2 separate regions of the Sus scrofa genome follow, and region 1 is linked to region 2. A link is a contact called in public Hi-C data. All regions are on one chromosome and are shown on one strand. The core of a region is the stretch at or near the end of the contact, and the rest is flanking DNA. Distances in the headings are between cores, read along the strand shown.

What was found. A called contact is a pair of places that touch in the nucleus more often than the background predicts.
Region 1: a Hi-C map of alveolar macrophages shows a contact between it and region 2, with 5 times the contacts expected there. The contact joins two enhancer-like sites. A contact is called at or near these places in 1 of 5 promoter capture datasets (liver), 22 of 47 Hi-C or Micro-C datasets (adipose tissue, alveolar macrophages, blood and 13 more) and 2 of 2 datasets of contacts at active chromatin or transcription factors (alveolar macrophages and skeletal muscle).

What each region holds. Positions count from the first base shown.
Region 1 is chr9:71,132,140-71,138,540 of Sscrofa11.1, reverse strand. CDK14 (cyclin-dependent kinase 14) reads right to left here. Exons shown (of 15, transcript XM_021102362.1): 11 at 1,746-1,809. Among named protein-coding and RNA genes, the nearest start is that of FZD1, 210 kb to the left of the region's middle. Within about 2 kb of position 3,015, at least 5 of the 83 cell types and tissues checked have an H3K27ac peak or open chromatin away from gene starts, as enhancers often do. A contact at or near this core is called in alveolar macrophages, where this site is marked.
Region 2 is chr9:70,627,169-70,632,895 of Sscrofa11.1, reverse strand. The region is part of intron 6 of LOC110262229 (pituitary tumor-transforming gene 1 protein-interacting protein); the gene reads right to left. Among named protein-coding and RNA genes, the nearest start is that of CDK14, 48 kb to the left of the region's middle. Within about 2 kb of position 3,490, at least 4 of the 83 cell types and tissues checked have an H3K27ac peak or open chromatin away from gene starts, as enhancers often do. A contact at or near this core is called in alveolar macrophages, where this site is marked.

The DNA of each region.
Region 1 (6,401 bases), core at 1,766-4,265, 510 kb before region 2:
TGAGCAGATATATAAACTATATCTCATGAAGTTCCCAATCTGTTTGTACAATCTGCATTACATCATAGTACTTTCCAGAACACATTTAATAAAGGCTATTGTACGTTGTTGATGAAAATAAATTCTATGGAGTTCCCACTGTGGCGCGACAGGATCTATGGCGTCTCTACAGGCTTGATCCCTGGCCCGGCACAGTTGGTTAAAGGATCCGACTTTGCCAAAGCTGCAGTGTGGGTCTCAACTGCAGCTCAGAGCTGATCCCTGGCCTGGGAACTCCATAGGCTGCAGGGCAGGCAAAACTGAAAAAAAAAGAAAAAAAAAAAAAAAAAAGAGAAAAGAAAAGAAAAAGAAAATAAATTCTATTCACAACAAAATTAAATAATGTTTTCTAGTCCAGAAACTTGGCAGGCCAACTGCCTATCTTAATTGTTCCTTTCTGCTAATTTTATTCATTGAAACTCCTTCCATATTCTCGCATATTATTTCCCTAGGACTTAAGATAATAAGACAGGGAAGCCACTCTTCTTTAAGAGCCCACATTTGGAACATTTATATAAAGATCTGTGTTGTCAAACTTCATTAATGAGACAGTTTAGAGGATGCTTCTTGCTTGCTTAAAAAAAAAAGAAAAGAAAAAACAAAAAATATCCATCTTAAATTGTTAAATTTCTATAATCTTTAAAGACATAGAAGTTATTTAGAATTTTCAGTAAAAGTACAAAGTCCTTGCAGTATCCAAAGAAGATAAGAGAATTCTCCGTATAGCATACATACACTTTCAGAAGAAAATTACTAAGAATAAAAATAGTTTCCTCATTCAGTCATTCTTTGGGATTGATAATTTATTCCTGATGGTCCCCCACAAGAGGGAAAGGGAAGAAAAAGAGTATACTTGGCTCCTATTGTAGTGATTATTCATAGCTCTTTCCCCTCATAAAATAACGGACTATTAGATCTTCCATAAAGTTCCTTTCAGAAATTTTATGGTAGGGCTCATTTTATAATCCATGTTTTGTAACCAAGAAAAGAAAAAAAGAGGATTATTTTACAATAATTTGTTCCATTGATTTTTATTAAATTTCTAATTGCAAACCTTTCATCCCTCCCATAAAAATTAAATCGACCATATTTGAAATTCTTCTGTTAAGTGTAATTATTAAAACTGAAAGTTTCTTGACTGCCACCTAGTGGTAAGTAAAAAGTGACAACTTGTTTTAAAAGTTCTGCATTTTCTCTGATTTTCCAGTTTAGAGGTTTAAATATTTAACATGAAAAAAAAGGAATGTTGGAAATATAGAACATTTTGTCATTTATGCTCAAATTAATTAACCATGTATTATGAGATTTAAAAAAAAATCAAAAATGTTATTTTTCCTTTTTACAATTTAATACTTTGCCTAGTATTATTACTACAGGTCACACAGATGGATTATAGTGACATAAAGTTTGTTTTTATAGACATGGATGCTAGTCTAACTGAGGATGAAATGAAAGGTTACCACAAGATTAGCCAGTCAAATCCAATGAAACACATACAGTGAAAAACTCTCATAAGGGATGTCACTCATTCCATCTTTACAGACAAATTGTGAAAACCAGAGGACAACTCCAATAAGAGGTATAACACACAATGGCAAAAGTAACCAGAATTTTTCCAGGTGATATATCAGCCTGAGGAGGAACATTTATACATTCACCCTTTGCATTTTGGAAGCACTTAGTCATTTGTAATTAGTGAAACATACCTGGCTTAAAATGTGGTAAAGAATGAACTCCAGGCCATGTGTCCTCATTGGGCGTCCCAAGAACCTAGTGGAGAGTAGGAAATTGTGGAAACAGACTTATTATTTCCAAAGTACTCAAGATTCTCCAGGGTAGAAAACAGTACACGACATATGATGAAATTCTGGATTTTTTTTTTTTTCCATTATCATGTGCCAGGGATTTTATTTCAGTAAAAAACAAACCCAGCTAAAAAGCCACCCAGGTTGAATGTCTTAACAAATTAAAACAGTCTTAACAAATTAAAACGTCTTAACAAATTAAAAATTAAAAATTTGTTAACGTTTTAACAAATGCAGCTGAATGTGCTAAAATAAGTTAAATCTGCTGCATTTTACCAACTCCTAACTTAATAAGTAGGCTTAGGACTCAAAGGATGAACTGTTATCTTCATGAAACTGAATAAAGTATGTATGTGTGCCTCATGATTCTTTCATGAGCTTTCATCCTTCACAGTATCAGATGGGTCATCATTGAACAGTTATGAGAATTGTGTCACTTCTTCCACCACGTCCTCTGTCTGGGTATCAGAATATTTCAAAGAAGCAGGACAGACAGAATACTCCCACGCTCTACTGGCCAGACTGTCTGTTACAGTTACCACCTTTAGTCACGTGTTTTATACTTTCTTCATCTCCAAATACTGTTCTGCCTACACCATCTTTTTCCATCCACATTTCCAGCTTCTTCCCCTGTCTCCTTTCCCATCCCCACCACGTTTGACTTAGTCCAGGGAATTAAACAGAAATTCCAGTTCAGGTATAACTGGGCATACTCTATTTGAATTTTCAGTTCCACCACCTATTGCTATTATATGCAATGATCGTTAAATCTCCACTGGAGAACAGTAGGCTTGAAAGGTGAGGAGCACAGAATAGGGAGTCACGCTCCTTTGATTCCCTACTTGCTAGCCATGGGACCTCAAAGAACTTTATTTTCCTCCTGTGTACTCTGGAGCTGACAACAGCACCCTCCTGGTCTGGGGGAGCCCACCATCCAGCACGCAGTAGGCATCATGTTGGGACCAGGTGCTCTCCAAAGCACCCACAGAAAATGGAGTCAGGCCCAGCAGGTGCAGGCCATGGGAAAGAATCTAGCCCACCCGTCTTTTCCACAGGGACTCCCTGATCTGTGGAGTCAGTGCCAAATGCTGTAACTCAAACTATGCTGGACCAACACGGAGAGTCAAGTGAGTTAGAAAGCGGAAGAGAGAAAGCCGGAAGCTGGCAAAACTGGAGGCATGGTATCTGTCTTCCTCTTTCTGAGTTGCTTCACTTTGTAAGATAAGCTCTAGTTGCATCCACGTTGCTACAAGTGGCATTATAATCAACGAGGTCCTGCTGCACAGCACAGGGAACTATATCCAATCTTTCAGGACAGAACATGATGGAAGAGAGTATGAGGAAAAGAATATATATGACTGGGCCACTTAGCTGGACAGTAGAAATTGACACAACATTGTAAATCAACTATATTTTAATAATTAAAAATTAAACTAAAATCAATTAAAGTGTAATTAAATTAAAAATAATGTAAAAAAAATCTGGAGGCACAGTTGACATTAGGGAGAAAAGGACGCCTATTCATCTCTGTCTCTGAGGCCCAGAGGTACCACTAGACAATGGGGAGACGCAGAGCTCTGAGTCTATGTATGACTTCCTGGGGGGGCGCGAGGGCAAAAGCTGGCACGTACAGCGAGTGCTTCCTGCACTGCTTCCATGTGAATCAGAGTTACACACATGCCCGATGTTCCTCACTGAAACCTGGAATCCAGGTTCAGGAGATCAGGGAATGCAAATCTTTAAAATCATCTTGGTTAACTTTGCAAGCACTAATTAATACTAACATACACAGGCAGATCTACACAAACAAGGTCCCACTCTGGAGGGGCTGGGTGAGAGCAGAAGGTGACAGGCAAGAGGGGCCCATGGTGATATAAGACAAGAAGAGAGGCAAAGTCAAGTCACAATTGTGACAACAGGGTCCCTGCAAAAGGCATGCCCCCCTCTCTTTCCACCAATTCTGCCCATGATTTCAAGAAAGAGAGGCAATCAGGTGTGTGGGCAGTGCACAGCTCATCTAGGGGATGCTTCACTTGGAGCTCCCACTGAATTCCGTGCAAAGGACAAACTACTAAGCTTTGGCAACTAAAGGGAGAAACTTTCAGCCCCCCAAATCCCATCTTGATCAAGATCAATCCACCACATATGAAATAGAACCTCTAGGGTTTTATAAACTCTGAAAAGTCCAGGCAAAACATGCAACTCATTCTCTCATTCCTAATAAAGGTAGGATTGATACCCCGACGACCCACGTTTCTACAGTGTTTATGTTAAAGCTTTTTCACAGGCACTGTACTGCCCCATATACAGTGTCCAGTCTCAGAGGGCTTATCAAATATTCTGACCATCTTAGAAGAATTACCTGCAAAGTAAAATACATAGGACTTTTTCTGAGTTATTCTAGTGTTGACTGATGAGATTCCAGACCTCAAATTCTTCTCTTGTCTACCACACCTAGGCCATGTGCATGGGAAATAGAAAGTGGGCAAGGGAAAAGAATTCAAAATCAATGCTGCTTCCTGGAAGAGCCTTTTTAGAAAGGCAATGGGGGTGAAATGCATGGTTAGAGTTGATGGGCTACTTATGCCCTAAGGGAAGTGGGTGTGTCATCTTTGATGTCAGAGTGGCTTCTGTGTCTCCCTGTTCCTTTGATGGTTCATCTCTTCACTAGGCTAACATCCGTTGTGTCGTCACAGTAGACAGAGGACTCTTCTGGTCTTACCTATGTGCTGACAGGTACAGCATAAATCTTGCTCATTGTGTCAGCCTTATGATGGGCAGAGGAAGACACTGAGAAAAAGAGGGCCTCTCTGCTGAAACATCTACTTTACAAAGAACAGAAGAATGAATTATACACTCCCAGAGCTCAGAGCTGAAGAATGAGGGCTTGTCAGAAATACTGACTTGCCCTTCCGAATTATTAACAGCTCTCACATTGGCTAGTCTTTGCTTTTGCACAGGCCCCAGGGCTGCTAAAATTAGTTCACGGGCTTTCCTTGAACAAAACCTGCAGTTTAAGCACAATAAGAACTGCTTTCCTGGGTCAAGGGGTCAGGGAAGTCTCTAACAGGGATCGAGCACAGAGGAATTCTGGCCTGTTAAATGCAGATGAAACCTGCTCACAGGAGTGGGTGCTAATGAAGTTATGGGTGGAGCATGCTGGGTTCCCAGTCTGGAGTTTACTGTTTCATGAGACGTGCATTCTCCAGCAGGGCTGATCACTTCAATCAGACTTAGCAAGGGCTCTAAGGAAATGGAGAACAACTGAGTAACTGATGATTTTGAAACTGACATTCTGGGGAGCTCCCATTGTGGTTTAGCAGGGTGCAAACCCAACTGGTATCCATGAGGATGTGGGTTCGATCCCTGGCCTTGCTCAGTGGGTTAAGGATCTGGCATTGCTGTGAGCTGTGGCGTAGGTGGAAGACGTGGCTCAGATTTGGCGTTGCTATGGCTGTGGTGAAGGCCAGCAGCTGCAGTCCTGATTTGACCCCTAGCCCGGGAACTTCTATATGCCTCAGGTCGCAGTTGCGACCCTGAAAAGCATGCAAGCAAACAAACAAACTGACACTCTGAAAGTCCACAGCAGTTCCAAGCTCATGACTGCTTCCCAGCTGTACTACTTTAGGTTCCGGAAGCTTTTTTGCTGGTTCCTCAGTGGGAAGTCCTAGATAAAATTTGTGAAGAAGCTCAGCAGAGCTCAGCTTGGATATTACACACTCTGTTTTGGAACAGATGGTATCAAGTTCAGAGATGCACCAGGGAGAAAGCAGAACTCCTCAACTTGTCCTGCTTGTGTGCTTTCTATCTAGAAACAATCACAACTAAGTGCGTGGAGCTGGAATTCAAAATCAGGTTGGTTTGACCAAGGCGATTCTGGGCTCCCAGGAGGATCGGACTGAGAAGTGGGGCTCAGATGGTGTCAAATGATTCACAGACAACTAACCAGACTCTAGAAGGAGGTTCTGAGTATAAGGAGCAAGGCTTTTTTTTTTTCATTTTTTCTCATTCAATCTCTATTCCAGAGCGTGTGTGTGTATGTGCTTGCGTGCACATGTGCAAACACACACACACACACACACACACACACACACGGCACTAGTACTAACCTCTTCGGCATTTTCATCAGTGACTTAAAGGAAGATACAAGAAAAATCTTACATTTTCAGCTGATATGAAATGGAAGGGATGTATGATATTCTGATGGCTGAGATAGGAAGAAAAAATGTTTCATCTGAAAGGAGCAACTGGCTGAAGCTAACACCGGGAAACCTAATAGCAATAAACATAATGTCCAGGATTTAGGTTTTACTCATTAATTGCTCAAGATGGGAAGACCCGGCAGGCAATAATTTGTATAAAATAAGACCCAGGGCTTTTAGTTGAGCATAAATTCCATGAGGTCACCTAGTAGAAATTAAAGAAGATGGAGGTGGGCTGACTTGAAGGTGGCCCCTGAGTCCCTGGCTCCTGGTGTTCATGTCCGTCCCCTGGAGTGTGGATGCGACCAGTGACTTCGCTTCTAACCAAAAGAGTAGCTGAAGTGATCAGATGTCA
Region 2 (5,727 bases), core at 2,241-4,740:
TCATTTAATGAAAATGGATACTGGCTAATATCCAGAACAGGCAAAAACAATTAGAAAATTCATCAAGCAAAGTTTGTACATCCAGTGTAACAAATCATTACTTATAAGCATTAGTTCTCTTATTATCATTACAGTACAGGAGTGATTGATATGAGCCTCAGTCATAAAGCACAGAATATAACATCCAAAAACACCTGAAAACTAAAATACATTTATTAAGTGATGGTCCCTAATACATACTAAAGGCTCTTGTATCACATGGTATAATTAACCTTTGCAATGAATGTGTAAAGTATTCTCATTAATGAATTAGCTAAATGTTTATCACTGCCCCAAATAATTTTATAGAGCTGTCTTTTAACTTCCTGCGAAAGATAAGCGTGATGTACCCATTGAAAACAGATAACCTCTTGTCTTTTGAAAAGGTGAAAACTGTCAATCATTTGTTTTATTCTGTTGAACTTTTTCTAGTATAATGATTGCAGTGTACAAAATGACCTTGGTCACAAGAATAATATATTTTAACTAGAAGAGTTAGAGTATCATTCAAATTTTCCTGTTCTTCTTTTTCCCCCCCCTTTATTAGGGCTACGCCTGTGACATATGGAAGTTCCTGGCTGGGGTAGAATTGGAGCTGCAGCTGCTGGTCTACACCACAGCCACAGCCATAGCAAGACCTGATCGGAGCCTCAACCGTGACCTAAGACACAGGTTGTGGCAAGGCTGGATCCTTAATCCACTGAGCGAGGCCAGTGATTGAACCTGCATCCTCATGGATATGAGTCTGCTTCTTAACCTGCTGAGCCACAACAGGAACTCCTACTATTCTTTTTAGATAAGGCAAGACCTATTTGGACACATTTAAGTTACTTATCTTAGAGGTATATTCTTGAGTTCAGGAAAAAGCATCACATTATACAATTCAACATATTTTAAGTTCTAATTTTTATTTCGGTGTTTGAGCACCTTCAGTGTGTCTAACCCTATGTGGTCTGTACTCTAGGAAAGAAGGCCAATCCAGAAAAGAAGTTCTAAATACATTTTAAGCTGTTGCCTTTTTTAAAAAATTTTTTTATTACTCAAATGAATTTATCACATCTGTAGTTGCATAATGATCATAACAATCTGATTTCATAGGATTTCCATCCCACTAAGCTGTTGCCTTATCATAGGAATTAGAACTTGAGAGGAAAAGCATTCCAATGGTTCAGGAGAGAATTGAGAGCTAAATTAGCTGTAGGAGGGAATAAAAGCCTCTGGAAGAAATGGCAATTGAACTGGGCTGTGATAGATTGATGGGATTTTGGTGGCAGAGAATCAAATGTTGAAGACATTTCAGATCAGAACATAAAGATGGACATAAACATGTAAGGGGATCACATGGTGAAAAGCATTGAGGCAACTCAGCTGAAAATTTGTATCTTCTAAAACAAATCTACAGGGGGTCACAGCTGCATATAGAAGTTAAATCTGCAGTTATGTTTAGCAAAATTCAGAAGCTCCATAGAAAAAATAGTCTTACCTAATTGGATGACATATATAAATTACTATTCATCAGCACCATTGAGTAACGGGCCATTATTAGAAGCATTAGTAGGGTGGATCTATGCATCAACAGTTATAACAGAGACTAAATGAAATGATTATATAATTTTAAAGATGCTCAATTTTAAAAATTGAGATATTTAAACAAGGAAATGCATGGGTCTTCTGTGTATTTTGGTCAGTTTTGATAAAACAGACACACAGTTTTCAGTTCTGACACCTGCATTCATCCACACTCCTATCAAAAAATGTTCTATCACAGAAGAAAATTTCCCCAGCCCATTCCAGCCATTCCCTACCACATCCATCCCCTGACAACTGTGGTTCTCATCTCTGTAATCATAGATGAGTTTTACCTGTTCTTGAAATTCATGTAATCGAAATCATACATGTTATATATTCTTTTTAGTTTGAGTTCCTTTACTCAAGCATAATGTTTACGAGATTCATCCTTGTGGTTGTAGTAGTAGTTAGTTCTTTTTTTATTTCTGCGTGTACTCCACTGTATGAATAGATCTCAGTTTATCCATTGTCCAGTTTATGGATACCTGGGCTGGTTCCAAGCTAAGGCTACCAGGAGTAAAGCTGCTATGAACATTTACAGATTGGTCTTTGTGTGGTCAGCTTTTCACTTTACTGGGGTACATATTTAGGGGTGGGAATGCCAAATTGGATGGTAAGTATGTGTTTAACTTTATAAGAAAGTGCTGAACAATTTCCCAGAGTAGTTATATAGTTTTACACTTTTCTCTAGAAAAACATGAGTCTGAAGTTTATATTCTCTTTAGTTTCTGCCATTCTAGTGAATGTGTAGTATCTTGCTTTGGTTTAAAATTGACTTTGGGGGAGTTCCTGTCATGTCTCAGCGGAAACGAAACTGACTAGCATCCATGAGGATGCAGGTTCGATCCTTCGCCTCACTCAGCATGTTAAGGATCTGGTATTGCCATGAGTTGTGATGCAGGTTGCAGACGTGGCTCAGATCCCCCATTGCTGTGGCTGTGCCATAGGCCAGCAGCTACAGCTCGGATTCGACCCCTAGCCTGGGATCCTCCATATGCTGCATGTGTGGCCCTAAAAAGACAAAAAAAAAAAAAAAAGTATTTTTATAAGAACTTAGTGATGTTGAGAGTTTTTAAGTATCTGCTGGCAATTTATTTATTTATTTATTTATTGTCTTTTTAGGGCCACACCTGCGGCATATGGGTGTTCCCAGGCTAGGGTTCCAATTGGAGCTGTAGCCGCCAGTCTATGCCAGAGCTATAGCAACACCAGATCCAAGCCGCATCTGCGACCTACACCAAAGCTCACAGTAACACTGGATCCTTAACCCTCTGAGCGAGACCAGGGATTGAACCCACAACCTCATAGTTTGTAGTCAGATTCATTTCTGCTGTGCCACGACGGGAACTTCTGTTGGGAATTTAGATGCAGCTTTTCCTGTAAAGTGACTGTTAAAACCTTTTTATATATTTTTAAGATTTTTAAAAATATTGTTAAATTGCAGGTATTCTTTATATATTTTGGGTGCAGGTGTTTTGTCAGATACATGTGTTGTAAACATATCCTCTCAGTTTGTGCCTTGTCTGCTTGTTCTCTTAACATTGTCTGTTGAAAGTGTTTAACTTTGATAGAGTAAAATCAACCAAAAATTTTTTTCCTTTTGTGGTCAGTGCTTTCTATTTTCCTTAGGAAATCTTTGCCTACCCTAAGATTGCAAAGATATTTTCCTATGCTTTCTTCTAGAAGCTTTATTGTTTTAGTTTTATGTTTAGGTCTATAATCCACCTTGAATTAATTTTTCTCTGTGGTGTGAGGTACGAGCTGAGTTTCATTTTTCCCACATGAATATCGAGTTGTTTCAGCACTGCCTGATGAAATGACTGTTCAAGTTTAATTTCACTGAAATTATGTCAAGAAACAGGAAACTTAAAGATTACTGAAAAAAGGGGAAATTAGGAGTAAAAAAGGGCATTTGACTCATACTTGAGTCATTCTTTGAACTCACACTGCAAACATGCACGAATGACCATCAATATTTTAAAAAATACAGCCATCACACATATGAATCTCTGACAGTTAGCTCTATTCGCTGAATGAACAAACAAAACTATTTTATATGGAAAGGGTGATCTATTTGCAGCAGGATCTTAACTTTTCAAAAAACTTGTAGCATCTTTCTGTTTCACTAAATGCCTCTGAAGCAATTACATATTTTGGGGTGGGGGAGAGGGTAACTAGGAACCTTCAGTGGAACTTTTGACTGTGCAAAAAAAAAAATAGAGATTTAGAAGCCCAAATCTCTTCTAAACTGGAGAGTGTTAAGGACTTGTAGGTGCTAGACTGCACACGATGACCCACACTAGGCTGGGGCAGGCTCTACACCAGGATCAGAAGGGAAAACTACATTTTTCTCTGCCTTTGGTCTTCAGATGAGATGGGTGTGTGTGTGTGTTCAGAATAAGCAGTAATTTGGAGGAGGCATAAATATGGGCTAAAAGGCAGAGGTCAAGGGTGGGGTAGGTGAAGAGCATTCTAGCAACACATGAAGGAATAAAATCAAAGGTCAGACTTGCCCTTGGGAAAGGTTTAGCTGTGAACCCCTGAAAAACACATTTCCGGTGGCTGGTTTCCTACGTGTTCCCATTCCACAGACTCCCAAGTTCTTGGTAAAGTTACAGTGAGGTCTTGCTTAAGGAAATTAAGAGAGGGGATTTCTTTCAGCTGGGAGTGAAATTGAAAGGGCAGTGGGGCAGCAGCCTCAAAAAGGTGACCTGTGAAAAGCTGAAAGAATAAACTGAGAAACTTTGCAAGTGTCACAGAACTAGAACAAACAATCCAAAAATTTATATGGAACCACCAAAGACCCAGAATCGCCAAAGCAATCCTGAGAAACAAAAACCAAGCAGGAGGCATAACTCTCCCAGACTTCAAGAAATACTACAAAGCCACAGTCATCAAAACAGTGTGGTACTGGTATCAAAACAGACAGACCGACCAATGGAACAGAATAGAGAACCCGGAAATATACCCTGACACCTATGGTCAATTAATCTTTGACAAGGGAGGCAAGAACATAAAATGGGAAAAAGAAAGTCTATTCAGCAAGCATTGCTGGGAAACCCGGACAGCTGCATGCAAAGCAATGAAACTAGAACACACCCTCACACCATGCACAAAAATAAACTCAAAATGGCTGAAAGACTTAAATATACGACAGGACACCATCAAACTCCTAGAAGAAAACATAGGCAAAACACTCTCTGACATCAACATCATGAATATTTTCTCAGGTCAGTCTCCCAAAGCAATAGAAATTAGAGCAAAAATAAACCCATGGGACCTCATCAAACTGAAAAGCTTTTGCACAGCAAAGGAAACCAGAAAGAAAACAAAAAGACAACTTTCAGAATGGGAGAAAATAGTTTCAAATGATGCAACCAACAAGGGCTTAATCTCTAGAATATATAAACAACTTATACAACCCAACAGCAAAAAAGCCAATCAATCAATGGAAAAATGGGCAAAAGACCTGAATAGACATTTCTCCAAAGATATACAGATGGCCAGCAAACACATGAAAAAATGCTCAACATCGCTGATTATAAGAGAAATGCAAATCAAAACTACCATGAGATACCACCTCACACCAGTCAGAATGGCCACCATTAATAAATCCACAAATAACAAGTGCTGGAGGGGCTGTGGAGAAAAGGGAACTCTCCTGCACTGTTGGTGGGAATGTCAACTGGTACAGCCACTCTGGAGAACAGTTTGGAGATACCTTAGAAATCTATACATAGAACTTCCATATGACCCCGCAATCCCACTCTTGGGCATATATCCAGACAAAACTCCACTTAAAAGAGATACATGCACCCGCATGTTCATTGCAGCACTATTCACAATAGCCAGGACATGGAAACAACCCAAATGTCCATCGACAGATGATTGGATTCGGAAGAAGTGGTATATATACACAATGGAATACTATTCAGCCATAAAAAAGAATGACATAATGCCATTTGCAGCAACATGGATGGAACTAGAGACTCATACTGAGTGAAATGAGCCAGAAAGACAAAGACAAATACCATATGATATCACTTATAACTGGAATCTAATATCCAGCACAAATGAACATCTCCTCAGAAAAGAAAATCATGGACTTGGAGAATAGAC